Linked DNA regions of Mus musculus: region 2 is linked to region 1. Evidence: chromatin contacts called from public HiChIP or PLAC-seq data. All regions are on one chromosome and are shown on one strand. The core of a region is the stretch at or near the end of the contact, and the rest is flanking DNA. Distances in the headings are between cores, read along the strand shown. Region 1 holds the start of 4930555A03Rik (RIKEN cDNA 4930555A03 gene). Region 2 holds the start of Adgrl4 (adhesion G protein-coupled receptor L4).

The links. HiChIP or PLAC-seq counts read pairs in DNA pulled down with a chosen protein or histone mark.
Region 2: an H3K27ac HiChIP or PLAC-seq map of neural progenitor cells shows a contact between it and region 1, with 13 times the contacts expected there. The contact joins the promoter of Adgrl4 here to the promoter of 4930555A03Rik in region 1. A contact is called at or near these places in 7 of 39 promoter capture datasets (cranial neural crest, embryonic stem cells, liver and 3 more), 1 of 15 datasets of contacts at CTCF or cohesin (the NIH/3T3 cell line), 14 of 484 Hi-C or Micro-C datasets (the C2C12 cell line, LSK cells, adipose-derived mesenchymal stem cells and 7 more), 7 of 115 datasets of contacts at active chromatin or transcription factors (bone marrow-derived macrophages, cardiomyocytes, a colorectal cancer cell line and 4 more) and 2 of 9 other capture datasets (adipose tissue and liver).

Annotation. Positions count from the first base shown.
Region 1 is chr3:151,291,874-151,299,747 of GRCm38.p6, forward strand. 4930555A03Rik (RIKEN cDNA 4930555A03 gene) reads left to right here and starts at 2,289. Exons shown (of 3, transcript NR_166406.1): 1 at 2,289-2,416; 2 at 3,000-3,266; 3 at 4,012-4,977.
Region 2 is chr3:151,434,904-151,442,777 of GRCm38.p6, forward strand. It overlaps Adgrl4 (adhesion G protein-coupled receptor L4), which reads left to right and starts at 2,979. Exons shown (of 16, transcript NM_133222.3): 1 at 2,979-3,101; 2 at 4,335-4,484. The coding sequence starts at 3,080.

The DNA.
Region 1 (7,874 bases), core at 1,039-3,538:
TTGCCTTACAGTGAGCAAAAATCTGGATTAACATGATTAATAAAAATGTACTTTTTTGAATCAATATTCACTGTGGGCTCCTTATAGAGTGGAATGCTTCCCTTTAGAGGGTGATTGTAATAGCCATCTTCAATTTCCTTTTCCCAGTAATACCTATTTCCTCAAAAATTGATTCTGAAAATGCCCACCAGGCTTATTCACACTTCTTTTTAACCTCGCCTTCGTGGTTGCAAAAGATGCTTTTGCAATGAGACCTGGCCATTTCATCTAATAGCACAGATGGGCCACTGGTAAAAATGCAAAGTAAACACCCATATTTGAATAATAATGATGGCTTCCTGGTGAGGAAGATCCCTCAAGCAGGAGGAGGAAATAACTCCCAGCTAGTCGTAAGTAATCACCACGCAGTGTGTACTTGGAAAGCTCACTCCTGTCCAACACCTAAAATAGGGATAAAGAGTGGGGGAGAAGGACCAGGGGTGTGAAGACAAGCAAATAATGGAGACCTGTGGACAAATAAGCTTCCTGGGTCAAAGATAGTGCTAACATGGTTTACCTAGTCATTTCCAAGTTCAATTTGTAGACAGGGTTCAGAAGAAGAAAAGCACTTTGAATTTGAACTAAAATCCCATTTTCTTTTGCTAGATAATAATTTGAACTATATGGTGATGCTTCTATTTCTTCTCTGTTTGTGTGTGTGTGTGTGTGTGTGTGGGTGGGTGGGTGTGTGTGTGCACATGCACTCGAATGTGCACTTGTGTGTATGTTTGTGTGTGTACTGAGTACAGAACTTAAAGTTTAACTTCTCTAAACATATTTTTTATACATTCTATGACTACCGTATATCCTCAGCCCCTACCATGGTGTTGACAGTTTCTCCAGAGCCACCTTCTGCTTGGTATGTGACTGACTGACATTTGCCAAGTGATGTATATACCAATCTCTTATCTAACTTTAAGTAATTGAATAAAGTAGGTTTAACAGTGTTGGATTGTCATCATCTATAACTGAACACAAGGAAGCCAACGTTGCAGAGATGAGCTATATGATGCTACTTCAGAGGCTGCTTTTGAAAGATTCATGTTAAGAAATGTTTATGTATAATATGTATGTGTATCATATTTTATGTTCCTCAAACTTTGACTTACATTTTGAAGTAAAATGTATTATAATGTCTATATTCATGAATTATATTAAGGCTGATTAATAAAGACTTCAGATCACTTTTTAAAGTATATTATAAAGAGGAACATCAAATAACTATACCATATTTATTGCCATTTTATAGATGAAAAATTAATTATTTTCATATGCATTTCTTATAGAGTTTATTGCTGAGTACTCAAAGAGGAAAAAACATCTGCTTCCTTTTTTTTAGAATTTTTCATGAATTAGGTTCTTGATAGAGATTACTGCATCAGCAGGCCTGGGTGGTTAGAGACCAAGAACCGACAGAAGAAAGGTGAGAAGCCATGACACATCGCTTTCTTTCTAATGTTTATTTGTTTAAGATTTTGAAAACTATTGTCAGAACAGTATATTCTGAAGCTGAATCGCAGCCGTCTGCCTTAGAAGTAAAATTCACACTGAATTATTTAATTAGTTCTATACCAGATAAATTATGTTTGGTGTTTTCTGAATCAAAACAACTCTTATCAGGGCATTTGATGTGGTTCTTAGTAGATACCAGATTGTTTAATCCATGCTACTCAACACGTTGCTGTGTTTAGATTTGTTGCTACAAGGATGATTCCGTGGCAGTTTTATTAATGTTTATTATTTGCATGTCTATGTTCCCGTGTATCTGGTTATACAATGCCTGCAGGCACACGAACCATGCCTTATTTAGAAGCCAGTGGAGTCTTCCTCTCTTTCCATCTTTATGGGGTATCTGGTCACCAGGTTTGTACAGCAGTCATGTCACCTGGTAAGCTATCTCCCTGGTCCTTTGGTATTTCTATGCAGATAACCTCAAAGACAGTTACTGTGGACTGGTACCTACCACTCACAACACATATTAAAGGTTTGACTCTTTCATAAAAGGTAAGAATTACACACTGCAAAGGTCAAAGTATTTCTTTCTCCTTTCTCCAAAGGTCAGGCCTTGTTATATTTATATTGCTACTTGAAAGCTGTGATTAAACATTGTTATTTGTAGTGTTTTAGCATTAATCAACATCTGGGTGAAATGTCAGAATCAACTTCCACTTTCCTAAGGAGTTTGCCTTACTCTGAGCAGCTGGGTAAGAGTCGAGAGGAAGCAGCTCTGTCCCACCATGCAGTGCGTCAGTTCCAGGAGGAGGGCGCATGGGGTGAGCTCAGGGCAGAAGGCTTTTGTTCCAAAGCCCCTCTGACCTGAACGCACACACTCACAGCGTGCCCTGTATCTGGCTCAGAAGCCGTCGCTCCGAAGAAGGTAAAGCGAGACAATATTTAATACTTCAAAAGAGACTGATTGTATTTAAGGCTCAGCCTTTATGAGTCAAGCACAAATTTTCAGATTGCTTTTTCAATGCCAGGAAGCAAGATCCTGGTGTGAGAGCAAGCTGCTCCCTCACAAACAGAAAGAGAACAGGCCGCAAAGGGGGTGGGGGGGACCGTAGTCTGAGGGCCTCTGACTCACCAGAGATCACAGAAGGCCAGCTGTCACCATTGTTACTCTGCTCTTTTAGAAGATAACTGTCTGTCTTACTATTCCTTTTAAAGTATGCCAGAGCAAATCCAGATATTCTTTAATTAATACTCTCAGGGTGGTTTGAATATTTAAAAATAAGGTTTTGAAAAACGTACAAGGCAGTATCACACTGGGGAGGCCGAATTGCAGACGTAAAGTTGACTTTAGCCAGTTTTCTCCTACCCTCTTCTAACACAAACTGGTGAAGCTCTGAGGTTGCCCTTTAAAGGCAGGTGAATTCTAAAGGGGACGGCAAATGAACAGATTTCTCCCTTGGTGTGTGTGTTTAACCATGTGAGCTAATTTCCTATTTCTCATCCTCCAGAGCAGCCTTCAGACTACCAAGCAGAGTAATTCCTCAGAATTGTCCCACGTTGTCCTAGAGAAGTCGTCTTTATAGGCATGGAGTAGGGTGTCTGCAGGCCTCCAGTCAATTCCAACCGATTTCAACTGCCAAAGTTAAAAGTTGCCATTGCAGTTACTGTCGGACCAAAGTAACCCCTGAGAACTCTCCACATTTGTAAAACGGACTGAAAGGTTCAGTGGCGTTTCCCACCTGGAACAGGACTAGTAATGCTTTGAACGTGAAGAGGTATTAATGGCCACTTGCCCTTTAAACCACAGAGGGACAGCTGAGCACAGTGACCTTCTAGCCCAACTTGAGAGAAGCAGGAAATGGGGTCTGAGGCTGAAGGTTCAGATGATAAAATGCCCCTCGGGAAGATAACGAAATGCTTCATCCGATGGTGGCCCAAGACACCTCTTAAAATCTAAGGAAATCGTTTCCCTTTTAAAAAGCTGCTTTGTGGAAATAACAAGTGAGATCTTTTCCTGCTGTTTGTCTCTCTGCCTGAATCCGGACATATTTTCTCTCACAGATGTCAATCTTTTGCTAAAAGTCTATAAATGATATTTCTTTTAATAGTCCTAAAACATAAACTACTGTTTCCTCCAACTCTTTCTAGGTTCCCAGAATGTTTCCATGGTCTTATTCTATTACAATGTTTGAAACTTTAGTAATATTAAGAAATCCATTCTCCACATGAGTCCATCAGCTTCACTCTGTTCTCACATATTTCCCCACAGGTGGCTGGACAGGGAAAATCTAAATGACTGGGATAGCTAATAGCCTTAAAAATACTAGGCCCCAAGTAGCAAAGAGACTGTGTCTCTAAACATCTGGATTCATTGCACACTATATGCAAATTGATGCCAGCATATTTACAAAGGTCTCTGTATACCCAGAATACCAGGTAACTGGACCTCTATTTTTCTGGAAAAGAGGTTTTGAAATATCGTTAACGGACATAAGTGTCTGTATCACTTCTGCCTCCTAGATGACTGTCCCCTGTGAGGAACTGTCGTGGGAATGAGGCGATAGGACTGGTTGAAGGAAATGCTAAGAAGCTCTCTCCTTTGTGGACTGAGGGACCAGCTTCAACACCAGAGGGGTGCAATCCCAGCAGAAAAGGAACACTGTCTCTAATGTTGCAACAAAGTAACCAGCATGAAGTTAGCAAGAAGAAATCACGGTTGCAGCTGCTGAACACTGATCCCTACCTGCTTTAAACTTAGATCCAGAACGGAGCCGGCACAGTGACTTACGTCACTCCCACTGGCTTAAGAGAACAGAGAATGACATATAGACAAGATGCTACCTCCCATGGAAAGGCCCCTATACATAAAGTCACTTTATTTCTCTGTCACTTCCCTGAAAATAATTTATGTAATTATGCTGTTAATGAAGTCTAACAACTCAAGGTTTGTTTATTGACTATTACTTAATGCTACCAAAGCATGTGTGAATACCCTCCCACAAGATGGCACCTGTTGATTCTCCTTCATAGTAAAGATAAGAGATTCCAACCACTCCCTCTCCTATGCCCACTCCCAGATATGTGTAATTTCTTCCCACTCCTTCCAGTCTCAGAAGGGGTAAGATGAACTGAGAAGGGACCCTATTTGTACAAATAGGTTTCAGGATGTTGTCATATGTGCTTCCTGGGACTCTGTGGTAATAAGAGCTGTTTTAAGGTCACTCATGCATAAACCCCCATCCACGATTTGATAAATAAACCCACCGTCCAACCAATCAAAAATGCTAAAGTAGGGAGAAATTGTTCTTCCTTTTTGTTGATGCCAGTGCCCTAGCCAAGGTGAATAGACGTTTGTTCAAGCTGTTGCTGTAAAAGATACTGTGATGTTCATTTGTAAATATCATCAGAGTTACTCCTACAGGTCGACTCTCTGTGTAAGACACTAAAAATGGATAATACTCATCAAGTTTCTCATGTGTCCATTAACACATTGTCTTCTAGAATCAATCCTCATTTCCATTTGCAGATGTATTCTTGTCTGTCAGGGTGTGATGTCTAGAACAGTGGTTACCTCTTAGTCTAAAAGGCTCATTCTGGACCAAGATGACTGCATTCCATTAGTTACAGGGAGTGGTTCCAAAGTCAGTATTCAGACTAAATCCATTTAATCAAATAATTTTATGGATTGAGTTACAGAGACAGGAACTAAGATCTACCCTTTCCAAGGATTTCCTTCAGTGAGAAGAAAATAGTGTGGTGATTCAAGAGGGTGTTATGATGTACACGGGATATATGAAGGCATTCTGATATACACAGAAAGAAAGGTCATGATTGCAATGGACAGAAGGAAACCCAATCCATTGGACACAGAGCCTGACCTGAACCTACCAACATTATTTAACATCAGTATTGAGTGTCACTTGAAAGAATTAAATATTTGGTGCTAAAAGAACCAGTAAATAGCAGCTTTGTTCATCAGCTAGTTTGAAATTGTTGCTGCCTTCTTTCTAGTTTCTACGTTAGTTAAAGTTGTTTTGAAATAGAACCGAGAGAGAGAAGGTAGGTAGGAAGGAAGATAGATAGACCCAGATCTATTAGATTGATTTCCACTATTAAAGACAGGGTCATCCTCCTTCAGGTTAGGTCCTTCCTTCCCTGTTAGTCCTCCTCGGGTCAACAGCCATGTGCAAGTAGCAGAGACAAAGACCTCTGTAGTTTCTTAGCCAAAGAATGGAGACCAATGATCCAGTCCTAATATAAGATGTAGAACCAGGAACTTGCCTGGAGACATACTGGAGAGTAAATATTCAAGGGCCAAAGAAGCTGGAGACAAATTGTGGAGTTATGCACTAATAAGCATATTCATTCCAATAGATGGCTGAGTACACATGCTAGACAGCTTTCTTACTTTCTGCCTGTACTCCATTGAAGACATCAGCTTATCCTATAGCATGGTCCATGTTTAGCCTCATCTTCTCTTCCTTGTGTAAATTCTCTGGGAATGCCCTAACAGACACAGCCAAAGGTGATCCATTTCTCTGCCAGATGGTTCCCTAAGTGGTCAAGTTGACAGTCACAACTCACCATCAACAGTCCTTGCATGTGATGTTATATTCTAGTCATCTTCACTGTCGCCATACTGTGTAGATAGATACTAGTTGCTTTCATAGAGACAGGAAAGCTGAGTTGACCCAGGTCAATTCTTTTTTGTTTTTTTTTTTTAAAGATATGTCATTTTAACTATAAATCTTGTCCTCTTACACATTCCAAGGTGTTCCTTCCTCTAATTTTGCTCATGGAATATAACAGAATTCAAAAGGCTCCTTATATTTGAATTATAATCTAATTTTCTGGCCTTAAGTGTACAATGATGCAAGACTATTGTAAATATGATGAAATGATCGTCCCGAAAATGTGGACAAGTGAGTCTAAAGAGGATCTTTCCTATATTTTCAGTTGTGTTTATGTCGTTTTTTTTTTTTTTTTTTTTTTTTTTTTTTTTTTGTTACCCTTATGTAACATTCCTCCCAGTGATGGTGTAAAGCCTACAGGACATCACCCTGCCTCCCACTCCCTGCTGGTCTGGACTGGAAATGAGTCATGCTGCTGGTCTTTGGTTTGTTCTTAATCATCTCAAGGAAAACCTGTTTTGATTAATATTTAAAGCACCCTGGGGATTGCTTCCTGTTTTTCTTAAGCTGTCTACCCCTTTACTGTTGTCTCAGAGATGATTTGTTGGGCATGAGGATTTGTATTGTTTCTGATACTCTGAGAAAAAAAACAAATAAGGATGTGTTTTTCAAATTGCTCCACTCAGGAAACTGGGAGAGGGCTGAGTGTCACGGACTGAGCTCATATTAGTGCAGTTTTAGAAAACAAAATACACTGTGCTTCTTTTTAAAGTATTTGAGTTCCCCAAGCACAAGCTTATGTTACTATTACCTCACCCTCCTGCAGGATATGATTTTCAGTATTTACATCACTTAAATCATATATTGAAAAATTGTAAGCTAAGATATACAATTAGATCTGTAAGTCATTGCACTCACTTGAATGCACAGCTGAACGCTGAACCTTGCCTCCATTACCCACATCTAAATTAGAGATGCTAAGACGCTAAAAGAATGTTATATGATAAGTTCTTTAACTTGGATGTGATATTATTAAAACAAAACATTTAATCCCCATCTTAGATGAAGAAGACAAATAGTTTCTTTACATGATAGATAATGTGAGTTTTGTACATTTATTATAAAATGGTAACAAAATAGTGAAACTGTCTATTGATATTACCTAGTACATAGCTCCAATATGTTTAACTGTGTTTTGAGACTACCTAATATGTAGCATCAATATGTTTCATAGTCATGTACAAGAAGTGAAGGAGACACACACCTGAGATGACCCCAGCTCCACTATGGGCAACGGGTGAGTCAGGAAAAATGCAGGAAGTGGTTAATGAACAGGGAGGAGCCACAGAGGAGTATGTCATGACAGATCAATGTCTGGTAGAGCAAGAGAATGAAATGTTATACATCACAAGGGAAAATGATGAAACACCAATCAGATGCAGAGAAAAACTGGCTAATGGACATAGAGTCTTCATTATTTGGTAATTTGATGAAGATGGATAATTTATAAAAAGAAGTGAAGTTCCTACACTGGTCCTACTTATTCCTCCATTGAACATGATGGTGACTTTCACTAAGGAACATGCCTGAAGAAATAGCAATGTCTGATTGTTCCTGAAATGCCTCCACCACCTCTGTTCCTGCCATCATCACATATTACCAGTGCTTCACAAGAAAGTTTCTTAGAATAGTAAGTGATTTCAGCGTCTTGGTTGGAGATTGCCAGTGTTTGCTGTTTAGATAGGTACAATT
Region 2 (7,874 bases), core at 1,729-4,228, 140 kb after region 1:
AAATTTTCAAAAATTTCAATGTCTTTCTGAAATACTGTACAGACAATGGATTCAGAGTTATACAGTGAGCCCATGTCTATCCCCTTCCACAATACAGGCTTCCTCAAACAATGCATTTTAAAATAATTTTGATCTTGTAATGGGCAATCGTAAAACTCAAGCATCATTAAGCACTCTGTTCTTTGTATAAAATGATCCTTTGAAGTATGAATTCACTTCCAGATTTAATAAGAACACACAGAGAGAAAACACGTTTTACACAATATTCAAGTTTTAATTTGCTTTTGTTATTTTTTTTTGCAAGAATAACATTTTCAAAGATTTTATTATCGTCTTGTTATCTTTGGGACAAGCTAAAGTTTAAACATGTGTGGCAGAAAGGTGGAGTAAATTATTTTAGGTTAATGACTTCTTAAAATAGGTATTGTGTCTCGGTATATAACTTTTGTCTGAAAATAATGAGTTTCTATATTTAAGCCCTTTGAAGTTACTTTCTGTATAGGTACACTAAAACTCAGTTTCTCTTGACCTAAGAAACACATGCCATTTGGACTGATTCAGATACGAAGCCAGGGTCATTTCTTTTGTCCCTTCTAAGTGAGTCCTCATTCTAGCCTTCCTGTCTTTGTAGAAGAATCTAAGCTTTCCCACTTAAAACAACTTGAAAATCTCCACCCACTCCATCTCCAAAGCATTCTAACCAAGCCACAGCATCCCTGCATGGCCCAACCAAATCAGTGGGAAAATTCTGACTTTTCCTGATTTCTTTCAGGAATCCACATGTCAATGTCTCAGCTTCAGCATGCAGGGCCTGCCCAGGCAATAACTGGCTGTTTCTTCAACTATGTGCAGACTTCTCCTATCCTTTGAAAGAAAGCTCCTTGGGCTTCATTGTTCACATAGTCCTGGAATTCTCTACTATATTACTTTTACCCATTGCTTTAAAGAAAGAAAAAGAGAATAAAGAAATCATTTAAAAAAAAATTAGTAAACACTTTTTTCATGAAATTTAATCACTTAAATAATCACCTTTTCAAACTCCCTGACTAGCACTGTCTGATAGTTCCACCTTCTTGACACAATCTACAAAGGGAAGTATCAGGAGAGAAAGACTTTGTCAGGACCACCCACCCACAACACAGGCTTGGAGCAAACTATCCCGAGCTACCTTCCAGAGCAGCTTCCGGGCTAGCTGAGGGGTTGCGGGGAAAGTCACATGACAGTCTGGGGCAGTCACATGACATTCTGGTTTTCATTTGCTTCACATGTGGTGGGATCACTCTCAGGAACATTGTTAACTTACACATTTATTTATTTTGCTCGCCATAAATTAAGCTGGAAGTGTCTCGGGAGCACTGTGAAGGACAAGGGATGGGCCACCCAACCGTTAGCTTTCCTTGCACCTCGGTGACTGGTTTCAATAGAGCCCTCATCACTGTATGTTCCATGGAGCTGAGGGACACGAATGCTCATTTTGGGAGGATACTATGCATGCAATGTAGACTCTCAGCAGTCATCAGATAAACACTGGATGTGTCAGGGTTATGCCCCCACTTCATAACGGAAAACGGTGTGTGCTGATGGAATGAACTTCAGTTATTTCTTTACATCACCGTCAAGCAGTTTTCTTAGCTTGCACACGGTGCAGGGCACCAAGTTTGCACATTCCATTTGATAAACATTCACACAGATGCATTCATGTCATCACCAGCCCAGTCAAGGCGTGTGGCATGTGGGTAGCCCCAGAATCCCCTTTGATCACGTTCACAGTTCATCTCCTAGCTTGTCCCAACTTCAGGTCAATGTTTACTTTCCACTTTTATAAATTAATTTGTCTGAAAGTTACTTTTAAATTTTTAAGGTAGAATCAGTTTTTTTCTGTTTGAGTAAATGCCTATTTCTTTATTCATCCATTCATTCATTTGAATTTTTGAGTATGCTTTTTTTCCCCCAACCCCTCACAAATCCTTCCCATCTCCCTGCCCACTGAACTTAATTTTATCCTTTCTTTCACACTCAAATAAATGAAAGCCAAAACAAATAACAAACAACAACAAAATAAGACCAAAAATTACCAAAAACAAAGCAAAACAAAAAGCCCACAAAATAACAGGTGGTGGGTTTTGCAACTCTTGGTCATGGGGGCCTGCCCTGCAGTGTGGCTGATATACTTTGTGACAATTCTTTGAAAAAAATCTTGATTTCCCTTTTCCAGGGGATTAAATTGCAAGTAACTTCTTGGTTAGGGGTAGTACTTGGAGTCCAATGTCTGGTCTGAAACTGAGCAGGTCTTGTGTGTGATGTCACAGTCTGTGTGATTGGCATCCGCCATCTCCGGCTCCTATGATCTTTCTGCCATTTCTGTTCTCCAGCCTGAAAGATAGTCATTTACACAGGAGATTCATGTACCAACAAGTAAAGGGAACTTGGATGTAATGCGCAAATCGTACAGGCGCCGGATGGGTAGGATGGGTAAGGGCTGCAGTGGTGAAATGGACTTGACAGAGAAAAGAATACTTTGTGCTTCCGCAGTTTTTGGGTGGGAAGCTGACTTTTTTTCCCCACAGTTTTTCTCTTCGGTCCTTTAATCTCCTATCGGGTTAAAACTGAGCAGCACCAACAACAAAATGTGACAGAGACCCTGTTGCCAATCTTGGCCTCTTTTCCTTTCAGGACAGAAACCAGGGAATAGATAGGCAGTCAGGAACCTTCTGAGATGTGCTCTCTGCTGGAAGGAGTTCCCAATGGGTCTGTGAGATCTAAGTGCACAAGCTGTGAGGACACTGGTGGCTGCTCCATGAGCAATATGAAGCCACAGTCCCATCTGTAATCTGACAGGGAGTTGTGGCCACAGGCTGAGACTGGAGTCCAGGCTGTTTGGGTGAAGGGGCCTGGCTGCCGGACGGACGTGGCCTGCAGAGTCTGGGCCGTGCACACATTCACACAAAAGAGGCCGGAAAGTGACAGGAGGAAGCTGTGCGTCACAGGGGACAGAGCGAGACCCTGCGGTGCCTGCCTAGCTCCAGGACAGACCCGCACTCTAGCCTAGAGCGCTCTGCCGCCAGCTCCGGGGCTTCCAATGAGACTCCTCCCGCTTCTAGGTGAGTTGGGCTGGGCTGGGAGGCTGCACCGCGCCCACCTGCGGGGAACCAGGGAAAGCGCTTTCTCACTAGCTGGGGTTCAAGTGTCAAGTGTGTCTGGCAAGGTCTCCAAAGGAAAACAGACGCAGGCTCTCACAGGATGTTTTTCTGCTCGGCCTTTCCACTCTCGACCTTGCAACCCACAGCTCAAGACTATTACCTTTTTTCTTCCTGGAGAAATCCCGAAAGTCCCCGAAGTCTCAGTTTTGACCTTTCTAGTGACCAGCCCCAAGAAACCTGGGAATCTAAGATGCAAATGCGTGAGAGAAAGTTCCTGACATTTTAAAGCTACAAAAACCTGGCTTTGGTGATGCACGGGGACAGATAATAAATCACTTCTCTGAAGGCAAATTAATTCAGGTTTAGGAAGTACATATAGTCTTATGTAGGGCTGGGATTTAGAATTGACAGTGTAGGAATTTCTTGGTACCAGATAAGGACACTTTTATCTAAGATAACTGTTTTCTGAACAATGGCTTTGTTATCCATCCCTGTTCCCTACCAAGCTCACACTTAAGAGGGCCTGGAACAAGACAGTGAAAAGAAACACTCTATGCCTTTGCTTATCGGTTCCTAACAGTCCCCAGAACACAGTTTTGTGCTGAGTACAATCTTACCATACCGTGTTGAATTGTTTAATTTCTCCAATGCAAGTTAACGTAAGAGACTTTTTTTTTTGTCGTAAAAAGAGCAGAATGACAATTGCCGAATAGCATGGAAGGGACCTGGTGCATTTCTTCTCCTGTATGTGACAAGTGACATCTTAAAAATAAACGATTTTGTCTTGAAGAGACCCAAGTGTTTAATTTACCCCGATTCTGGAGAGAAGGGTGACTCCCAGAGCCTGAGAAGTGAGCTGCTCTGCTGGGGGGCAACACCTTCTGAGGTAGCCGGTTCACCTCAGTGAAGAGGGATACAGAGTTTCCAGGACATGATGAGCTCATGGTTTTTATTATAAGTCTGGATTCTCCAGCATGTTTTAGTTTTACTAAAATTTACATGCTATATTCCGTAATCTGTAGGCTTGGTCATTTCTCTGTTGTGATTTAGCTAGGAGAGTCATTTGAGGGACTATTATAATTTATCTCTCTAAAGGCAAGGGAATAAGAGCGTTTGGGGGGTATTGGTCTATAGCACAAGGGTGGGACAGATGTCTGCTGTTTTTGACAAGGTCTATGTCTTGATTTTCCTCAGTGGGTTTCTCCACTTTGCTGAATTGTTCCTACACACAAAACTGCAGCAAGACAACGTGTCTCCCCAATGCCAAGTGCGAAGTGCACAATGGTGTGGAAGCCTGCTTCTGCAGCCAGGGGTACTCTGGGAATGGCGTCACGATTTGTGAAGGTAAGTAGTCTTGATCTCCTTTGATCTGCTTGTGAGACTCAGTTCTGCGGTGACTCCTTTCTGCTCTCCATAAATGAACTTGCTTCACCTTCACTCATAGGTTCAGCTGAATGTAAAGGTTAGTCAACCAGTCAGAGAGTGAACTTCTCTGCCAAATACTCAACCAGTCAGAGAGTGAACTTCTCTGCCAAAATGTATTTTGAGTATTGAAAACGATTACTCCGTCTCTTTGTTTGTTTGTTTGTTTGTTTTGGAATTTAAAGATTTCTCTTGCATTAAGCCAAAGTCCAGGCACAAAAAAGAGAGTTAATAGCCTGAAAGCACACCAAGGCCAGCCTCTATTGACTTCTTAGATGCTTTCTCTGGTCATTAACTGCCTAATTTCAAGTTAATGTTAAGGGTAGGAAATAGAGATTTGTTGTGGTGGTGCATATGTGAAATCAGAGCGCTTTGTAGAAGGAGAGACAGAAAGAAAGACTACAGATGTTCTGGCAGCCTGGGCAACATAGATCCTCTCAGAAAGAAAGACAAAAGGAGAGAGAGGTATAGAAAGGAAATAAAAGGATAGAGATGAGACAGTAAGGAGGACAAAGAGGGTTAGCAGTGTGGAGAGAAGGAAAGGAGGAAGAGGAGAGAAGGGAATTGAAAAATTGCTTTTTCTCTCTAAGTTATTCTGCCCATAGAATATATTGGAGGGGGCCAGATGAGAGGAGTCTTTGTAAGGTACAGTTCAAAGAATTGACACGACAGGATGAACTCCACCCAGCAATCAAATTGGGGTGGGTTCCAGCCTGCGATCATGTCAGCCAGGGTTTCTCCCTACCATCAAGACTCTGCCTCCATCCTGTACCTCATCATCCTCCAGAGAGGCCACTTTTAAGTAGACCATTAGTGCAACATTCTGTACAGAGAGATGGAGAAGAACAGAAAATGTTGCAAGTCATATAAATTAGTTTCAAATATAATTAAATCTAAGTTCACATTAGAGCTATGTGGTGTTACACGCCTAAATGTATTTAAGATCACATAGACTTTTTCTAATTAAGCTAGGATATTGTGCTTTGTTAATATTGCATGTTGTTGCTTATAGCATAAACAAGTTGCGTCCCGTGATTCAACTTGATAGGCTCTTAAAAAGATTAAATATGCCGGATATACTAAAACCCAAACCTCATCGTAATTAGTTTAATGCTTTAAACATGTACAGCAAAGATGCAGTTTGCTTAATGGTGCATTAGATCAGCCGTTTCTGTTCTTACATCCAGCCAGAGTTTGTAATATACTATTCTACAAGTACTACAAAATACTTTCCATAAATAATCATAGTTTTTTAGTGTGTGTTTAATTGAATAGCATTAAGGCAAGCTGATAGCTGAATGACCTTCAAAATATTGCTTCCAGTATATCAGCACGCTTTCCCACTAATCATTGCAAATTGTTCTGTAGCACTTAGGAACAGCATTGCTTTTCTGTGATTTAGATACTTTTACTGTCATGATTATCATCATTAACATCAATAAATTTTCAGTTTTGGCCTTTGACAACCAACTAGCTGATAATCATGACTTTCATTGCTTCTTTGAAAAATACATGTTTTGATAAACGGTGTAGTCTCTGTACCCACTCTCTACAAAAAATTAAAAATACTTTCTCTTGGGAGAAAAATAAGATGCTAAAGGTCCTATGACTTGAAATTTCTGAACAGAATCGGTAATGGGAGTTATTTGCCTTTTTAAAAAAAATGATTTAAACGTAAAGGTCCTTTCCATCCAATGAAAGTTCTCGATTCACTTGATTTAGGAGTTACTGTCTGAGTCCACCATGCTTTCTAAAACTGCTACAGACTGATTTTCTTCATTTCAATACCTTTTTCAGTAGGTGTGCTAGTACATTCTCTCGAATTACACTTAAAATATTACATTTTCAATTACTGAAAAGCACAGATTATACGTTGACTATGAAGATCTTTTTGTTGAATTTTTCATCCCTCAATAGATATCTTGTATTTCCTATGTATCTTTGCACAGTTGTCACTGTGTCAGTAAGAAATATCTGGGATCAACCATAAAGAGGCCAAATGATTTCAAAATAGAAGGTCTTATTTTTTTTTCTAGCAATTATTTTATTTATTTCTAGCAATCACATGATATGATCAATACAGAATTTGATTGTTTTTGAAATACCAGGCACATTTTGGTGATGATGTATCTTCACTAATTTTACAACAAGAGTTGGTTTTTAAGCATCTCACAGAGAACACAGCTTACACGGTTCCAAGCAAACAAGATTTAGCAATAATGAATTAGTCTTACTTAATCACTTTGGTACTGAACAGATCTTTCCATTTATCACCTTTATCATCAATATGCTCATATCTGTCATTACTGAGATTGATAATAAGTATTGCACATGGATTCCAAAGCAGGAGTCAGTACAGAGCCTCCCCTGTTGATGGTCTCTTTATCTTTGAAGAACAATCCAAGGGGTGGAACCAAGAAGTGGTAGAAACAGTTGTTTCATCTAGTTGTCCTATCTGACAGCTTAACACCTTTTTTAATTATTACAAATATATATATATATATATATATATATATATATAACTGATATATATGCTGATATATAGATATATATCAGTAATATCAAATTACTATTAGAGATATATTACTCATATGTATATGTGTATGTATGTGTGTATATATATATATATAAAATTATATATTAACATCAGAATGCAGCTAGAAATTTTTCTTGTGTAAAAAAGTAGCAGTGGTAGGTTCTCCTCTAGGTTCTGTGGCTTTATTAGTCATGAGTAGTTGGCTAGGAGTATTCCGTTGCCCAGGACTGAATGTATAAACAAGAAATTGTTTCTGACATAGAAAGTATGTGATGGGGCAGTTAAATGTCTGTGTTAATGCTTGTGAAGTGGTGCTATAAAGAGTAGGAACACAAGTAAATCAGTGGAATGCAGACGCATAACAAGTGGAAATGACATTGATGCTGAGAATAGAAATGAATTAGATTTCTCAAGATGTCCAAAGTAGTGATGAGAAAGTTGGCAAATGCACAGCGACCAGCAAAGAGCCTGAGCAATTTCCATAATGTAAATCTCTTTTTCTTTGGAATAAACTAAGGTATAAAAACCAGTAAACAAGACCTGGAAGTTGAACATATCTAAAGTTTATCAGATTCCCCAAGTGTTTCATGCATGGTGGCAGAGCACATGAACCATAGGGCCAGGCATGGTATTGATGAAATAGACATGATTCTATTAGCAGAAAAGGAGACATTACAGAGTCCTGACGTAACTGAGTTACACAATAATCTTTTCCTATTAAAAAGATTAACCTATAAGGTAGAGTAAGCAAACATGCAACAACTTACCAAGGGCTG